Linked DNA regions of Sus scrofa: region 2 is linked to region 1. A link is a contact called in public Hi-C data. All regions are on one chromosome and are shown on one strand. The core of a region is the stretch at or near the end of the contact, and the rest is flanking DNA. Distances in the headings are between cores, read along the strand shown.

Region 1 (7,952 bases), core at 2,944-5,443:
TCAAAGGCTTGGGAACTTAGGCCAGGACTTCTTACCTCAGTGCCCTTGGTGAGTTGGTTCCTCTGCCTCCCACCCCCAAGCCCAATGCCTGATCCTGGCAAATGTGACTAATTTTTCAGGGTTACTCAGAGGACACCTTTCTCCAGGAAGCACCCTCCATTCACAGGCATCATTAGACTCTACTCATTATGCAGGTGGCCAGGATCCTAGGCGAGCCCTTCCCACCAACTCGAGCTACACCAAGCCCCAGGCCAACAGCCCCAGAATTACTGATCCCTGTTCACAGATGTGCTCCACAGTTTCATTCTTTCCATCACACTCAGCAGGTACCTACAGTGTGCCCAGCTCCTTGTGAGACACACAGACTGGACAAAGGTCACAAAACTCCCTTTTCTTTGGATAAACCTAATTGCGCCCCTGTGTGTGCAGTCTCTGCCCTAGCCAGGTCAAGAATGCCTGCAGCATTACTCAGGTCTGATCCCCATGGCAGGGGGGCAACTCCAGCCCCAAGAGAGAGAAAGACTTTACTGGAGCAGCAGAGAGAGCAGGTCTGCAACAGTCCCCAAGCAGCCTGCGCTGAAAGGAAGAACGCAAAGCCACTCTTCCATCTGAACAGCTGGAGTCCCTCCAGAGTGCTGTGCCCTGTGACAGCCTGCAGATTCTTCATCAGCAAGAGATCTTCATGGAGTGGGACAGGGGTTGGCTGTGATGAGACCAAAATGAAACAGCCTGAAGAACTTTTCCCTCAGCCTCCCCCTCAATCCTGGTCATTGGCTCTACACCGAGCTCTTGCCACCTGCCCATGATATGGGTGACTGCCATCTTACTCCTCCATCTACCCATCCCCAAAAGCAAGTTCACACAAGCAGCACTTCTTGCATTCAACAAACAGACAAGGAGCACCCAGTAGGTACCAGGCTCCATGCTTGGCCCAGAAGGCTTGGCAAATGAACAGGACACAGCCCTGCCCTGTTTCAGGGGACCGCAGCTATGACCAGCTGTAATGAGGGCAAATACCATGGTCTGATGGGGGTAGGGCATAGGAGGGGGGGTGTCACAGAGGAGGTGTTCCCCAGCCTGGGAAAGGGGGAGTTGTCAAGGAAGGATCCTGGGAAGTGATCCCTGAGCAGAGTCTTAAAGAACAATCAAGTAGGAGTAAAACGGGAAAAGGACATCCAGTGGAGGGAACAGATATAAAGTCCCAGGGGCAAGAGAGAACTGCTGTATTTATATCCTGAAGCCTTCCGGAGCCAAGATGGACACTGTCTCTCCTTTCTCTATAAGCTGCCCACACAGGCCCATCCCAAATCAGAGACTCCCCCTAAACACACATGGGCTAACTTTCCCCTAAGTGCCCAGCCCAAGGGCACTGGGGATAGTTGGGGATACCCGGGGATAGGTGATCAGTCAAGCTGAACTGGGTGGTGAGGGAGAGAGGGCATCTCTGAAGTAGGACTGATATCAGCAACTCTGCTCCCCCTACCAAGCTGTCAGGAAAAACTCTTTTGCCACTGTGCTCCACATCTGCCTCTGCCCTGGTGACAGTGACTGTGCCGGCTCGCTGGCAGGGCTACCCAGGACAGGAAGGAGCCAGTATGCGGGTGGGGCAGCAGGCGTGGTTCTGGCTGGGAGGGAAGGCTGGCAATTGCCCAGCCTGAGTCCCGTTGCCTGGACAGAGTCTTTCCCGCTACGTGGGACAGGAGCCCAGCACTCTGAAGCTGCCTCAGCTGGGCTCAACTGCATCACCTCCCTGTGCCTGGATGGAAAAGGGATGGCCAGCCAGGACCCTTCCCCACGCAGCCCTGGCAGATCAGGTCCTCAATTTCAGGCAAAGTTTGGTGGCCCAGCCCCTTTGGTGGTGCATCCTCTCCAGCCCCTTTGGTGATGCATCCTCTGCAGGATCTTAGCCCCCAACCCCCACTCCACGAGGGCCCTGTTTTCCCCATCCTGGACACAGCACTCCTCTGGCCCAAACCCAGGAAGCCCATTTCACAAAGGAAGAGAAGGCCAGAGGGCCAGGATGCTGAGATGGACTCCCCAGCCTAGAAAATGCTGAGCACCCCTGGTTGCTGCCAGCCCAGTATGGGAGGGGTCTCCAGGCCCAAAACAGGAGCTGGGGTTCAAGGAGCAAGACTGGTGGGATAGGGTCAAGACGCGGAACAGGCCAGAGGCTCTGTGTGCCCCAGCTCCATGGCCCAATTTCAGGTCTCCTCAGGAGCCACCATAACTGCCATCGGCCTGGAAGGGGCTGGCTAGAGGCCCCCGGCCGGGCACTGGGAGGCAGCAGTACCGGAAGCACCATCCCCAGGCCCAACGGGCAGCAGAGATGGGCATTCCACCGCGGTGACACCCACTCACTGCCACTCACTGCCGCTGCCGCACTCGCAGCAGAGACAGGAAGAGGCAAGCGCCCAACGCAAAACAGCCCAGGAGGCTGGGCCGCCGCCCCTTCCCGCCCCTTCTCTTCCTCCCCGCAGCGGCGGCGGCTGAGCGGATGCCATTTTGAAATCTCCGGGGCTGTGCCCCTGAGGCCGGGCCCCCAGGGACAGTCAACAGATGAGCCCAGGATGGAAGACATCCTGTCTCTCAGCCATACGCCCGGCGTGAAAAGCCCCACTTTTCACAGCCTGGGGACCCCAAGACAGCTCTGGGGATGAGGGGCCACACCCCCCCACATATACAGTCCAGCCTCCAACGATGCCAGGAGGGTCTCCCTCCCCTCTCCCCCTTGAAATCCCTCTAAATCAGGCTGCCACTGGGCACCACACCTGCTCGCAGTGGGAGGCTGGACAGGGACCACTACCAGACCCACAGTCTTTGCACAAGTCCACTTCAGATGCCCACCCTAGAGGGCCCCCAACTATTCAACCAGCTGGTCCACCACTCCCTCCCTCGCAGGGCAAGATCCGACAAGCCCACCTACTCCCAGAGGCCATGTCCCAGGCCGCTGGGCCCAGAAGGGGTGTGGGAGGCCCACACCCGTCAGCAGATCTCCTTGGCCTGCCCGCCGGGGGCAGCAATATGTCGGCTGTCTCACCACTTCCACTTCCCCCCACCCCTCAAGCAGCCACCATCTTCCCTGGCCTTGGAGGCCACGCAACCCGAACTCCTCCACACTCCTTCCTACTCCCAGACACCCCCTCCCCCCACCCACCGGCCCAGACAGGGCTTAGAAACTAGGAAGCAGATAGACAGCCCGCAGAACTCTCTGGGAAGCTTGAGGCCTGGTCCCCTCCCGGATGTGACCAAGTGGAGCCTCAGTCCAGCCCCCTAGGTGTCTGGGGCCTGTCTTCCCAGCTCAGCCTACCTGGTGCAGGAAGAGTGGGGGAATCTAGAAAAGACCAGAGTGTGAGAGAGGACTTAAGAGCTGGGGAGCAGAGGATCTGAGGTGAGATGCATGCAGAGAGGGAGTCGGTGAGGCAGAGGCAGAGCAGGGAGCAGGGGGGGGTCTCTAAAGGCTGGAGGGAGAGCTTATTAAGTAATCATCTCATTTGATAAGTTCAAACCAAAATCCCACTTGAGAGGTCTCTTGGGGTCAAGGTGCACAGGTGGAGGATATAGGGTCTAGAATGAAGATGAGGCACAGAGGGTAAAGGAGGGAGTGAGTGGGGGCCTGGGAGGGGCCCCTGGAGATACTCATGCCCAATAGGAAGAGGGGGAGCTAGTGAGGGAACAGGTGGTGCCTGAGGATGGGGTCTGAATGGGATTCTGGGGGTTTGGGTAAAGTCTAGGTAAGGATGTAAAGACAAGGCAGAGGCTCCGAAGGTCTATGAGGCTGGTCAGTAAGGGTGGATGGTCAGACAGAATTCTGGGCAGCGGATGTTGAGGCACCAGTGTCTGGGTTTGGGGGCCCGGGGTTTGGGATGAGTTGAGTCTGATCTAGAGTCTGGGCTCTGGATCTGAGAGGTCTAGGCCAACCCTGAGTTTTGATCCATTATTTATTTGTATGTCCTTGCCAGGCGGGTCTACGGGGTTAAGTCCAGGCCGAGTGTGGGAGTTCGAAACACTAGTCCGCAGGTCAAAGTAGGGAATTTGGGTAGGGAATCAGGGGTCCCAGCGCAGGACGCGGCCTCACCCAAGAGCAGCAACTTCACCTCCCGCGCCGCCTTCTCGCCGTCTTCCCGCAGGTTCTTGTCGATCATTTTGGAGCGCTCGGCCGCCGCCTTGTCCTCAGCGCTCACGGTGCAGCCCATCCCGCCGTCCGCCGGCCCGGCCGCTGCCCGGCCACCACACGGCCCCGGCCCGGCTCGGCCCCGCCCGACCCACTCGGCTCCCGCCGCCGCCGGCCCTCTACGGGTAGCTCTCGGGTCCGCAGTTCCGAGCGTCTGCAGGCGGTGCCTTCCAGGCCGCCGCGCACCGACGGCAGGGCGGGCCGGGGGTGGGGCCCGAGCTAGTCTGGCCGAGGACTGGGCCGGGGCGGGCCCGGAGGCGGGGCCACAGGAGACCCGGGGTCAGTGATTGGCTCGAGGGAGAAGTTAGGCGCAGCCCAAACTCGGTGCGGGCTGAAGGCGGAGCCACGCCAAGGGATAGCTGTAGGGGTAGAGCCTAGCACAGAAGCTTTGATCGCAGGCGGGGCCGGGCTCCGATTGGGTGCGGAGCGCCTGGAGCTCCGCTGCCCGACGGCGGGGGCGGGCGGATCTCGTAGCCCGAGGATGAGGATCCGGTGCACCTCGCGGGCCAAGCAGGAACCAGCCCTCCAAGCTTCTGAGAGTCGAGCGAGATGAGTAGAGGAGGCGTGTCTTCGTCATTTGTTAAAGTTAATGAACCCAATAAACTTGTTTTGGGATCTACAGCGCCCCGGAGGCTCTCTGGACTGCCGCTTTTCTTCGTCTTAAAGTGGGTTTGGCCCCTTCTCTCTCAAAGCTGCAGTTAAAAAAAGAGAGATAGAGACAGAGAGGAGTTCCTGTCGTGGCTCAGCGGAAAGGAATCTGATTTGTACCCACGAGGACGCAGGTTCGATCCCTAGCCTCGCTCAGTGTGTTAAGGATCCTGCGTTGCTGTGAGCTGTGGTGTTGGTTGCAGATGCGGCTCGGATCCGGCATTGCTGTGGCTGTGGCGTAGGCGGGCAGCTGCAGCTCCAATTTAACCCCTAGCCTGGGAACCTGTATATGCACCAGGTGCGGCCCTAAAAAGACAGAAAAAGAAAAAGAAGAAAGAGAAAAAGGTCTAATGCCACCTTTGCCCAGACTATCTCATTCAACTGGGATAACTTCTCTAATCATCCAAGACATCCATCCTTTTCTGATTTTCTGGGAGGTATTCTCCTGCAGGTAGCCATCCTGGGACTCCAACCTGGGACCCAGCAAGCATGACCCAAAGAGGAGAGAGAGAGGGAAAAAGATAGGGAGAGATGTCACCTGATGCAACGAGGCCCCAGTTCAAAGACAAGGAAGGTTCACAAAGCCAGGAAGGGAACTGGCCACCAATATTTGGTCATCAATGCTTGGCCACCCACAGTCTTTTTCAGCATAGACTTCCTCCTCACCATGTTGGCACACACCTTGCTTCAGCTCCCTTGTGTGTGTGTGTGTGTGTGTGTCCGTATCTCATCTGCTCCCTCCTTGAGCAGCCATTGTCCTCCAAGCCTTCCATTGGTCTCCCCAGGGCTCCCTCCTGTCTGGAGCCAAATCTCAGGCAGGCCCTGCATGCAGCAAACCTGTTGAAAATACACAATGCCCTCCCAGGGACACAGACATCCAGAGATATGCTCTATACACCTATACATATGCCCGGCCTCCAAAATGCTTCAGATTCACAGAACACACTGTAAAAACGGGTGCACACAGCCAAGAACACAGCGGGTCCACACAGACTACAAACCCAGCTTCAAGGCGGGCCTCATCCCCCGCCAGCCCCACCCCTTGCTTGAGAGCCGATCCCGATCCTCCCTCTTCGGGCCTCTCCAGCCTGCTCCTAGCAACAGCCAACCGCTCTTGCAGTTGCCAGGCAACAGGGAGAACCTGTCAGCCCCTTGGAGGCCAGGCTCACCAGAGGTGGGCAGACTCAGACCCCAATCAATGGAGGCAAGGCAGGGCAGCACCCAGAGCTTCCTCCAGCCTCAAGCCAGGCTCTGTGGTATTTGCACCCTTCCCACCAGTTAGCCACTCCCTTCCAGTTAAGTGCTCTTTCTACAGAGTCCAGCAACCCCTGCTTCCAGCACTCCCAGTTGCTCCCTCTCTGTCTTCATGGGGGTTCCCAGGGCTACTGCATGGCCTCTGTTTGCTCCTCCAGTCACATACTGGAGGCTCTGGGGGCTCAGAGGCCCACAGGGCCATCTCTAGCCCAACTTCTCCCCTGATCACAAGCTCCATGTCCACCGATGCCCTGAAGCCTCCCCCCCAGACATTTTGGGGTGAAGAACATTCACCCTGTTCTTGGGCTTTCCACTTTGGGGCCTCTCACCAGCCACAGCCATGACCCTCCCACCCAACTCTACACCCCATCAGTTTCTTTCCCTCCTCAGTTCCCCCTCAAACATACCCCCATTCTCTGTCCCCACTGTCCCTTATTTTAGGCCTCCAGCCTCCGCTCTGGCCCTCCTGTTTTCCCTACAATCTATGCTCTATATGGCAATCGAAGGGATCCTAACGAAAGAAATCACATCACTCTTGCATACAAAACTTCTGTGGCCCTGAAGATAAAGCCCACAAACAACACTGCATTGGACTGTGTTGGGGAGGAGGTGGTAGAGTGGCAGCTGACAGCAAGGGCTCTGGGGAGCAGTCTGCAACTTCTGGCTATGTATTACTTGAGACAAGTATCAGAAATTCCTTATGTCTCAGTTTTTTTTAATTGTAAAATGAACCTAATATTAAGAGATACCCAATGCACTGGGTGAGGCCAGGCCTAAGGGAAGAAATGTAAGTAGATGTTCAGAATGTGCATGGTACATGGAACACCCTTAGCAGGGGTTAGCTGTGATAACAGTCATTTCTGCCAGGCCCTATAGCTGCTGTCCCCATCCAAGGCCCACCTCATCTCCCTCCACTTGCAACACACCAGCACTCCAGCCATCTGGCTTGCCTTGCCCTCCCCATCCTCTTATACCTCCCCCCCATTTCCTTCCCCCACTCATCCCTCCTCCCCATCTTTCATTCCCGGGCTCTGAGCTGGCATCTCTGACTCCCACTGTCCTGGGGCTTGCCCTAGCCAGCCAGATCCCACTATCCTGCTGTTGAATCTCTCCCACCAACCCGGGTCTCTGACTCCTGAGCCCTTGCAGCTTAATCCTTGAGGGTGGCAGGTGAATACTTGGCAAATGCGATGAAATGAATCACACAGAGTCTAACCCGCCCTTCCAGGGGCTCCCTCATCCTGGAGCGGGGAGAGGTGTAAACAACTAATCCTGTTGTCACTATAAAAATATTTGCCCTAGGAGTTCCCGCTGTGGTGCAATGGGATCTATGGTGTCTTGGAAGTGCTGGGACACAGGTTCAGTCCTTAGCCTGACACAGTTTGGTTAAGGATCCGGCGTTGCCGCAGCTGTGGCTTAGGTGTCAACTGTGGCTGGCTCTGATCCCTGGCCCAGGAGCTCTAAATGCCAAAAAAGAAAAACAAACAAAAACATTGCTATAGTTGTTTGTGCAGAGAGGGGAGAAACTAATGGTGCCTGGGAAGGTCAGGGTGCCTCCTTGGTGGAGGGCAAGGAGGAAAAAGGTCCAGGAAAAAGGTCACTGAGGAGGAGGAATCATGTTCCAGGAAGAGGGAACAGGGAATGGGAGGATGGGTTCCTTCGGGGCAGCGCTGGGGAGAGAAAATCAAGGGTCGAAGCTACAGAAACACCTGGCTTCACAGCTGAGGCCCAGAAGAGGGCAGGACCCATCCACGGTCACCCAGTGAGGGACATCACAGGCATGCTGCTTCCTCCACACTGGGGAAACCAGAAGTCCTCTCATCCTTTCAAGAGATGTTGTTCTGGGGGCAGAGCATAGTTGCCCCACCGGGGCCTCACG
Region 2 (6,913 bases), core at 2,161-4,660, 95 kb before region 1:
GGCCAGAGTTCTGCCATGTCAAGTGGCATCGTATCACCACTGTCCCAGTGTGGGGAACTCCCTGTACTGGGCCTGCCTTGGCTGACCCCAAAGCTGAAAACAATGGGGGTTATGGCTATGCTTCCCCACTCCCTCCCACTGGGCTGTGCTCACTTCCTTCCTGCTGGCTGCCTGAGGAAGTGTCCCTGCCCTGGGACAGTCTGGTCTGGCCTTTGTTTCCTCAGGGGCCCGCACCTTTGGAGCTTCCAAGGCTTGTGTCCCTTGTGGAGCCAGCATAGTCCAGGGACACCACCCTCCCATGCCATGTCCTGGACTTCTTGGTTATCAGCATTAGACTAGGATATGTGCTCACCTTCCCCAGACTCAGTCTTAAACAGCCTTTTGTTAGGAGAGAGGCCCTGGACATCAAGGAGGTGAGCCAATAGGGTGATTTGAGGGTGTTGATTTGTCCACCTCTGGAGGGGTCAGCTGGGACCCTGCTGCAGCCCTCCTTGGACCCAGCTACATTAGGTGTATACTCTTCCCACAGGAATACACCCCTTTCTCACCTGTGTTGTAAGGAGCCCCCTTCTCTGCAGCATCTTAGTGAAATCCACCTAGAAATGTCCTCTGGCAGGAGAGCACCCTGCAGAACCCTTCCAGGCCCTCCCCCACCCCACAGCCACCCACATCAACACATTGTCCACTGTCACAGTTGGGATGCTTCCGTTCTCAGTGGAAAAAAATTGACTCAGCTCCTGTAAGTTCCCTGCCCCAGGGTTGGTTCCCTTCTTTACCACTTGCTTCTGGGGGACCATCTGCCAAACATCCCCCAAGTAGTTTGACTCCCAAAGCGTGAGCACCAGGGCCCCTCCACTCACAAACTGCTGGATTTGAGAATGGGCCTCAACCCTAAGGGTAGATAGGGCAGAATAATTTTCAGTGTTAAGGAAGATGCCGGCATGTGGGAGACTGGCACCTGACTTTGCCCCCTAGCCTTCCTGTCACCTGGTGCAGTTTGCCAGGCCATGGCCTACTAGGGAAGGGTGGGGCAGACAGCCAGCCAGCTGGGCATGCCCAAGGGAAACAGGGTCAAGGCGGTCCCCTCCCCCACGCATGTTCCTGGCCTTTTCCTCTCAGAGGGGCAGCAGGAAGTGAGGAGAAAGGGCTGTGGTGGGAGGCGGGAGTGGGTGGGAGGGATGGGGTTTATCAAGTCGGCCGGCCGCTGCCCAGAGGGCAGGAGCTGGTGTGAGTAGCTTGGCTGGAGAGGCTTACCCCAGAAGGAGGGAGGCAGCGGACTTACTGGGCCGACGGACTCCTACACAGGTGAGCCCAACGCAGACAACAGCTCTGTACCACGGTACATGCGCTCACAGGAGCGCTCTCTCCCTCTATTCCCAGGCGCTCGGAGTGGAATGGGTTGGGAGTGCAGATCCGGCCCTTTGGAGGAGCTGAGGAAGCGGCAAGAAATCCTTGCACTGTTCCAGCCCGAAGCCTGTTCCCCCAGAGGGAGGGGCTTGAGGGCAAAAGAATTCAGTACAGCGGGAGGACCAGGGGAACCCCTCTGGCCGGGTCCGGCTTTCTCTGCCGTCTGGCCAGGAACTTTAGCAAGGGTGGCGCTCCCTCAGGGTTGAAAGGAAGCCTTGCGGCCTCCCACAGGACCCCGGAGACGAAACAAGGATTAGCCTGTCCGTGGTGCAGGTCAGGGGCAAGGGGACGCCCTAACCCCTGGGGCATAATTGCCCGGAGCAGGGCAGGCCTAGCTGCGACCCCCAGCCCGTGTTGCTAGCACTACCACTGCAACCACCCAGCCCTCGAAGGGCTAAGACGCAGATACTCGGCCTCCTACCCGAGTCTGGCAGGGGGCGGGGCTTCCCTTTAGACTAGGGACGCGGGAAGGGAACTCTGATCCGGAGGGGGCTGGGCATTAAACTGTCTTAGGAGGTTGGAGATAGGCTTGGGTCACTGTCCCCCTTTTACAAAGGGGCCCCTGGGCTGGAGGTTGCACTCAGGAGTGCAGAGCCAGATTCACTACTGCCCTCAGCCAAGACCTCGGGGTCCCACAGCACCTCCTAATGGCCGGGCGAGGGACCAACATTTCCTTTATTCAAGCTCCCCATCCCGTTCCTTTAAGCCGTCCGTTTAAGCGACTGGCCGCGTAGCGAAGCCGGGAGGACTGTACCACCGGCCGCCGGCTGCGGGGGTGGAATTTGGGGCTGACTAACGCTCGAGGCTGAGACTCCAAGAGAAAGCCCCGTTCCGAGGGGTCTCACGGTTCCATACAGGTGGCCACATTTCTCGGCAGAGGGTCTGGGGACCGTGAAGCCTAAAACGCGGCACTGGCGGCGCGAAAGTCAGAAACACCTTCCCTCCCCGGCCGCAAGTCCTGCTCTGGGTCCGCCTCCGCGCCGGATTCTTAAAGGGCCCGCGGGCTGGGGGGGCGGAGCCAGCAGGGGCGCCGGGCCGGGGCCGGGGCCGTGCCTGGTCGTTCGGCCGGAGCGGGCCGGGTTGGGGCGGGGATGGCGGTAGCGATGGCCGTGGCGCAGGTCCCGGTGGCGGCCTGCGCAAGGTGAGGGAGGGCAGTGCATGCCTGGCGGCTCTCTCTCCGCGGTCTCGGTTCTGAACCCCCAGGGAGGAGGCCCAGGGGCCCTACCCCCTACCCGGCGGAGTTCAGGCCCCACGTGCGGGGCGGGGGCGGGGTCCCGGACAAAGGCCAGGTGGAGTGGGCTTTGCCCCAGACCCGCCTGGAGTGCGGGCGCGCGCATTCTTCTTGGCTGTAGAGAGAGAAAAGCCGGTCTGCCGGGCGCCACTCTGAGAGATCCGCCGCCCCTTTGTCCCTGCGGGGCCTCCACCAAGCTTGGGAGAGTGTCTTCGCCGAGACAAAGTCCGATAGCCTCACTCCTGCTGGGCGGTGCTAAAAAAGATAACCCGCTCCGAGGCTGCGTTCCAGCTTCCTAGCTGCTGCTTGAGCTGTGCTCTGCCTTACCCAGATGCTGATTTCTCAGGACCAAGAGTTCTTATCAGGGTACAGGGTAGGCCTTGGGTTTGGGGAAACCATGTCTCGGGTGGTATTGAGTCATGTGTGGGTCTCAGCAGTGAGTCCATAGCTCAGTTTTGCAATTCAAAGAGCAGTTACAGACCTAGCCGAAGGCTACCTGCTCCAGGAAGGAGCCCTATGCTCCTGGCAGCGAGATCCCAGGGTGCCTTGCCTGCCCTTCAGTGGCCTGTGGTCTCTCAGACCTGACCTGTTGTAGCCATTAACAGGGTCTGAACAACCCTGGGTACAGTGCCCTACACAGCGTGGGCTTTGGGACTATTGATGTGCTTGGGGTGGGCACCTCCAAGATTGTCTAGATTGACTTGTTCTCTCTTATCCTTCCCCAGTTCCTGAGCTGGTGCCAGGCAGGTAACACTGTCTTCCTGCAGCCCCCAGCATGTGGGCAGGCCTGGGCCCCACCGTCACACTGGCTCTGGTGTTGGCGGTGGCATGGGCCACGGAGCTCAAGCCCACAGCACCACCTATCTTCACCGGCCGGCCCTTTGTGGTAGCATGGGACGTGCCCACACAAGACTGTGGCCCACGCCACAAGGTGCCACTGGACCCAAAGGACATGAAGGCTTTCGATGTGCAGGCCTCACCTAATGAGGGTTTCGTGAACCAGAATATCACCATCTTTTACCGTGACCGGCTGGGCATGTATCCACACTTTGATTCAGTGGGGAGGTCTGTGCATGGCGGCGTGCCACAGAATGGCAGTCTCTGGGTACATCTGAAGATGCTCAAGGGACATGTGGAACACTACATTCGTACACAGGAACCTGCAGGGCTGGCAGTCATTGACTGGGAGGACTGGCGGCCAGTGTGGGTGCGCAACTGGCAGGACAAGGACGTGTACCGCCGATTATCACGCCAGCTGGTGGCCAGTCGTCACCCTGACTGGCCACCAGATCGTGTAGTCAAGCAGGCGCAGTATGAATTTGAGTTTGCTGCCCGGCAGTTCATGCTGGAGACACTGCGATTTGTCAAGGCGTTTCGGCCTCAGCATCTGTGGGGCTTCTACCTCTTCCCCGACTGTTATAACCATGATTATGTGCAGAACTGGGAGACCTATACCGGCCGCTGCCCTGATGTTGAGGTTTCCCGAAACGACCAGCTGGCCTGGCTGTGGGCTGAGAGCACGGCGCTCTTCCCCTCTGTCTACCTGGAAGAGACACTCGCTTCTTCCACTCATGGCCGCAATTTTGTCAGCTTCCGTGTTCAGGAGGCCCTTCGTGTGGCTCACACCCACCATGCCAACCATGCACTCCCGGTCTACGTCTTCACGAGGCCCACCTATAGCCGCGGCCTCACAGGGCTTAGCGAGGTATGTGCCTCCCTGGGCCTGTCTTCTTCCTTGGGAAACCACTGTAGGTTTGGCTTACCAGGAGGCCTCCTACCCCCAAGTTTATTGGCTGCGCTACATCCTCTCACCACATTCTCTCTGTACGCCTATGAAAGGGTGGCATCATTATCTCTATTTTGCCGATAAGAAAATTGAGGCCCAGAAGTACTGAGAAATTTGCCCAGAGTTCCCCAGAAAGTTCAGGGCAGAGCAGGGACTTGAGCAGAGCATTTTGACCTCAGAGTCCATCGTGATTGACACCCTAGGCTCACGTGGACCTGAGAATTGGCTTGAGAATTGGAAGCGAACAGTGGGGGGTGGAAATGGTTTAAATGGTAAAGGAGAAAGTGAAACAGAGCCTCTGCCTAAGGGTGAGAAGGGGAGGCCTGGGCCGGGGGTCATCAGCAGTTCAGAACAGGCTAGGGCCTGCCCACCCTGTCTGTCCTCACCCGGCAGTCTCGGTCTTCCCCAGTGACCATCTCCTTCCCACACAGATGGATCTCATCTCCACCATTGGTGAGAGTGCAGCCCTAGGTGCGGCTGGCGTCATCCTCTGGGGAGACGCAGGGTACACCACCAGCATGGTAAGTAAGACCCACCCAGCCTACCAGAGCTGAGTCTGTGGGGGCAGCCAGGGCCTTTGTGCTTTTGACTACAAACCTTAGATTGGTCCCCTGGCCTGTCTCCCACCCAAGGCGTCCCTGGTCCCAACAGAGAAGACAGAGCCCCTCCCCTGTTCCCAGGAAAGGGGACTTGCTGTCCTGAACTGCTGTTGAGTTCCACCCTGCCCCTTCTGCCTTGCTGGGGTCCAGTCGCTGCCCCTACCCCCTTCCTAGAAGGAACAGAGACAGTGAGGCTCAGACATGCATGTGTGTGCACGTGTGCGCTGGTAAAAGATGGTACAGTCACCACAGTGTGGACAGTCTCCATCTGGGCCTATGAGCTGAGGCAGCTGACCCTGAGCCCTTACCCTCTCTCCCCGCAGGAGACCTGCCAATACCTCAAGGATTACCTGACACGGCTGCTGGTACCCTACGTCGTCAATGTGTCCTGGGCTGCCCAGTATTGCAGCTGGGCCCAGTGCCATGGCCATGGGCGCTGTGTGCGCCGAGACCCCAGTGCTAATATCTTCCTGCACCTCAGTGCCAGCAGCTTCCGCCTAGTGGCCAGCCATGCACCTGGGGAGCCGCAGCTGCGACCAGAAGGGGAACTCAGTTGGGCCGACCGCAACCACCTGCAGACGCACTTTCGCTGCCAGTGCTATGTGGGCTGGGGCGGCGAGCAATGCCAGCGGGACCTTAGGCGGGCAGCTGGGGATGCCAGCAGGGCCTGGGCTGGGTCCCACCTCACCAGCTTGCTGGCTCTGGCAGCCCTGGCCCTCACCTGGACTTTGTAAGGGTCTCTCACCTGGCTGCCAGGCAAGCTGGGCTCTGCCAGGCATGTAGGAGCCTGCAAGGGGTGGACAAACTGGAGTCTGGAGGGGCAGAGCCCCTGGGATACCCAGCAGGGTGTTCGTACCAGCTCCCACCCCCTGTTCTAAGGGGGAGGGGCAGTCCCCTGGGAGGCCCCTTCTCTCCCTGCCAGAGAGGAAGAGGGGCACAGCCGGGCTGGGGAGGACCTGACCCTACTCCCCTGTCCCTGTATAGTTTATTATTATTATTTTGGGGTCTCTTTCATAAATTAAATATAAAACAACTGCTTCTGTGCTTGGACTGTCTGAGCCTGCTCCAGGGCATGTGGGAGGTTTCAGAGTCTTCCATATAAGGTTTGAGCTCAGTTCTGTCTCAGACTCTTTCTCATCTATAAAATGCATTCACTGGGACTTGTGGGCCAGAGCCGCCCGCTCCAGCCATCCTGCTAGGGCAGGGGCCCCTGGTAGTGGTGGGGCTCACATTCTACCCCACCTCCAAGGACCTTGTTCTCCATATCAGTTGGAAAGCAGTTAGGCTCAAGCTTCTGTGAGGGACAGGCTCATTGGGCTTCTCCTGCTTGCCACTGTATTTCCAGCTGGGCTGCTGCCAGCCACCTCACCTTGCCCACCCAAGGAGAAAGGGGAAAGCGGATGTTTCATCTTCCCTGGCTGGGCAGGTAGCCAGACCACTCCTTCCTGCTATTCTCACAGACAAGGGTGTCTCCTCCGTGCCTTGCTGGCAAGGGAAATGGACTTCAGCCACACGCACTTTGCCCATCTGCGTCAGAGTCCTCCACTAGGTGTGGTCGGGAGGAGGCAAGCAGGGCGTTGGGGTCTGGGTCCTGAGGCCCAGTCCCTGTACAACTGCAGAGAGGATGATGGGGTGACGAGGACCCTCCATGGTCAGCTCTGTCCCAGCCATGGGAGAGCATAGCTTGTCCACAGCTGTCCCAGAGGAGAGAAGCAGATCAGCTCTGACCTGCTTCCCTCCCTCTGCTTCTGAAGCGAGTTACCCTGGGTGGGTCTCTGTCCCTCCCCTCAGCGTAAGACCCATACCGGGGTCCTCTTGTCCCTGTCAGTGATGACTGAGCCCCTGCCCTCAGGAAACACTAGCTCTGAGGTGAGGGATCAGACTCAGGAA

The links. A called contact is a pair of places that touch in the nucleus more often than the background predicts.
Region 2: a contact with region 1 is called in a Hi-C map of epiblast stem cells, with 4 times the contacts expected there. The contact joins the promoter of HYAL2 here to the promoter of GNAI2 in region 1. A contact is called at or near these places in 7 of 47 Hi-C or Micro-C datasets (blood, embryonic fibroblasts, epiblast stem cells and 2 more) and 2 of 2 datasets of contacts at active chromatin or transcription factors (alveolar macrophages and skeletal muscle).

What each region holds. Positions count from the first base shown.
Region 1 is chr13:32,709,114-32,717,065 of Sscrofa11.1, reverse strand. GNAI2 (G protein subunit alpha i2) reads right to left here and starts at 4,193. Exons shown (of 8, transcript NM_001123116.1): 1 at 4,076-4,193. The coding sequence starts at 4,193.
Region 2 is chr13:32,804,368-32,811,280 of Sscrofa11.1, reverse strand. HYAL2 (hyaluronoglucosaminidase 2) reads left to right here and starts at 3,410. Exons shown (of 3, transcript NM_214440.1): 1 at 3,410-4,343; 2 at 4,856-4,945; 3 at 5,347-5,784. The coding sequence starts at 3,414. The coding sequence ends at 5,757.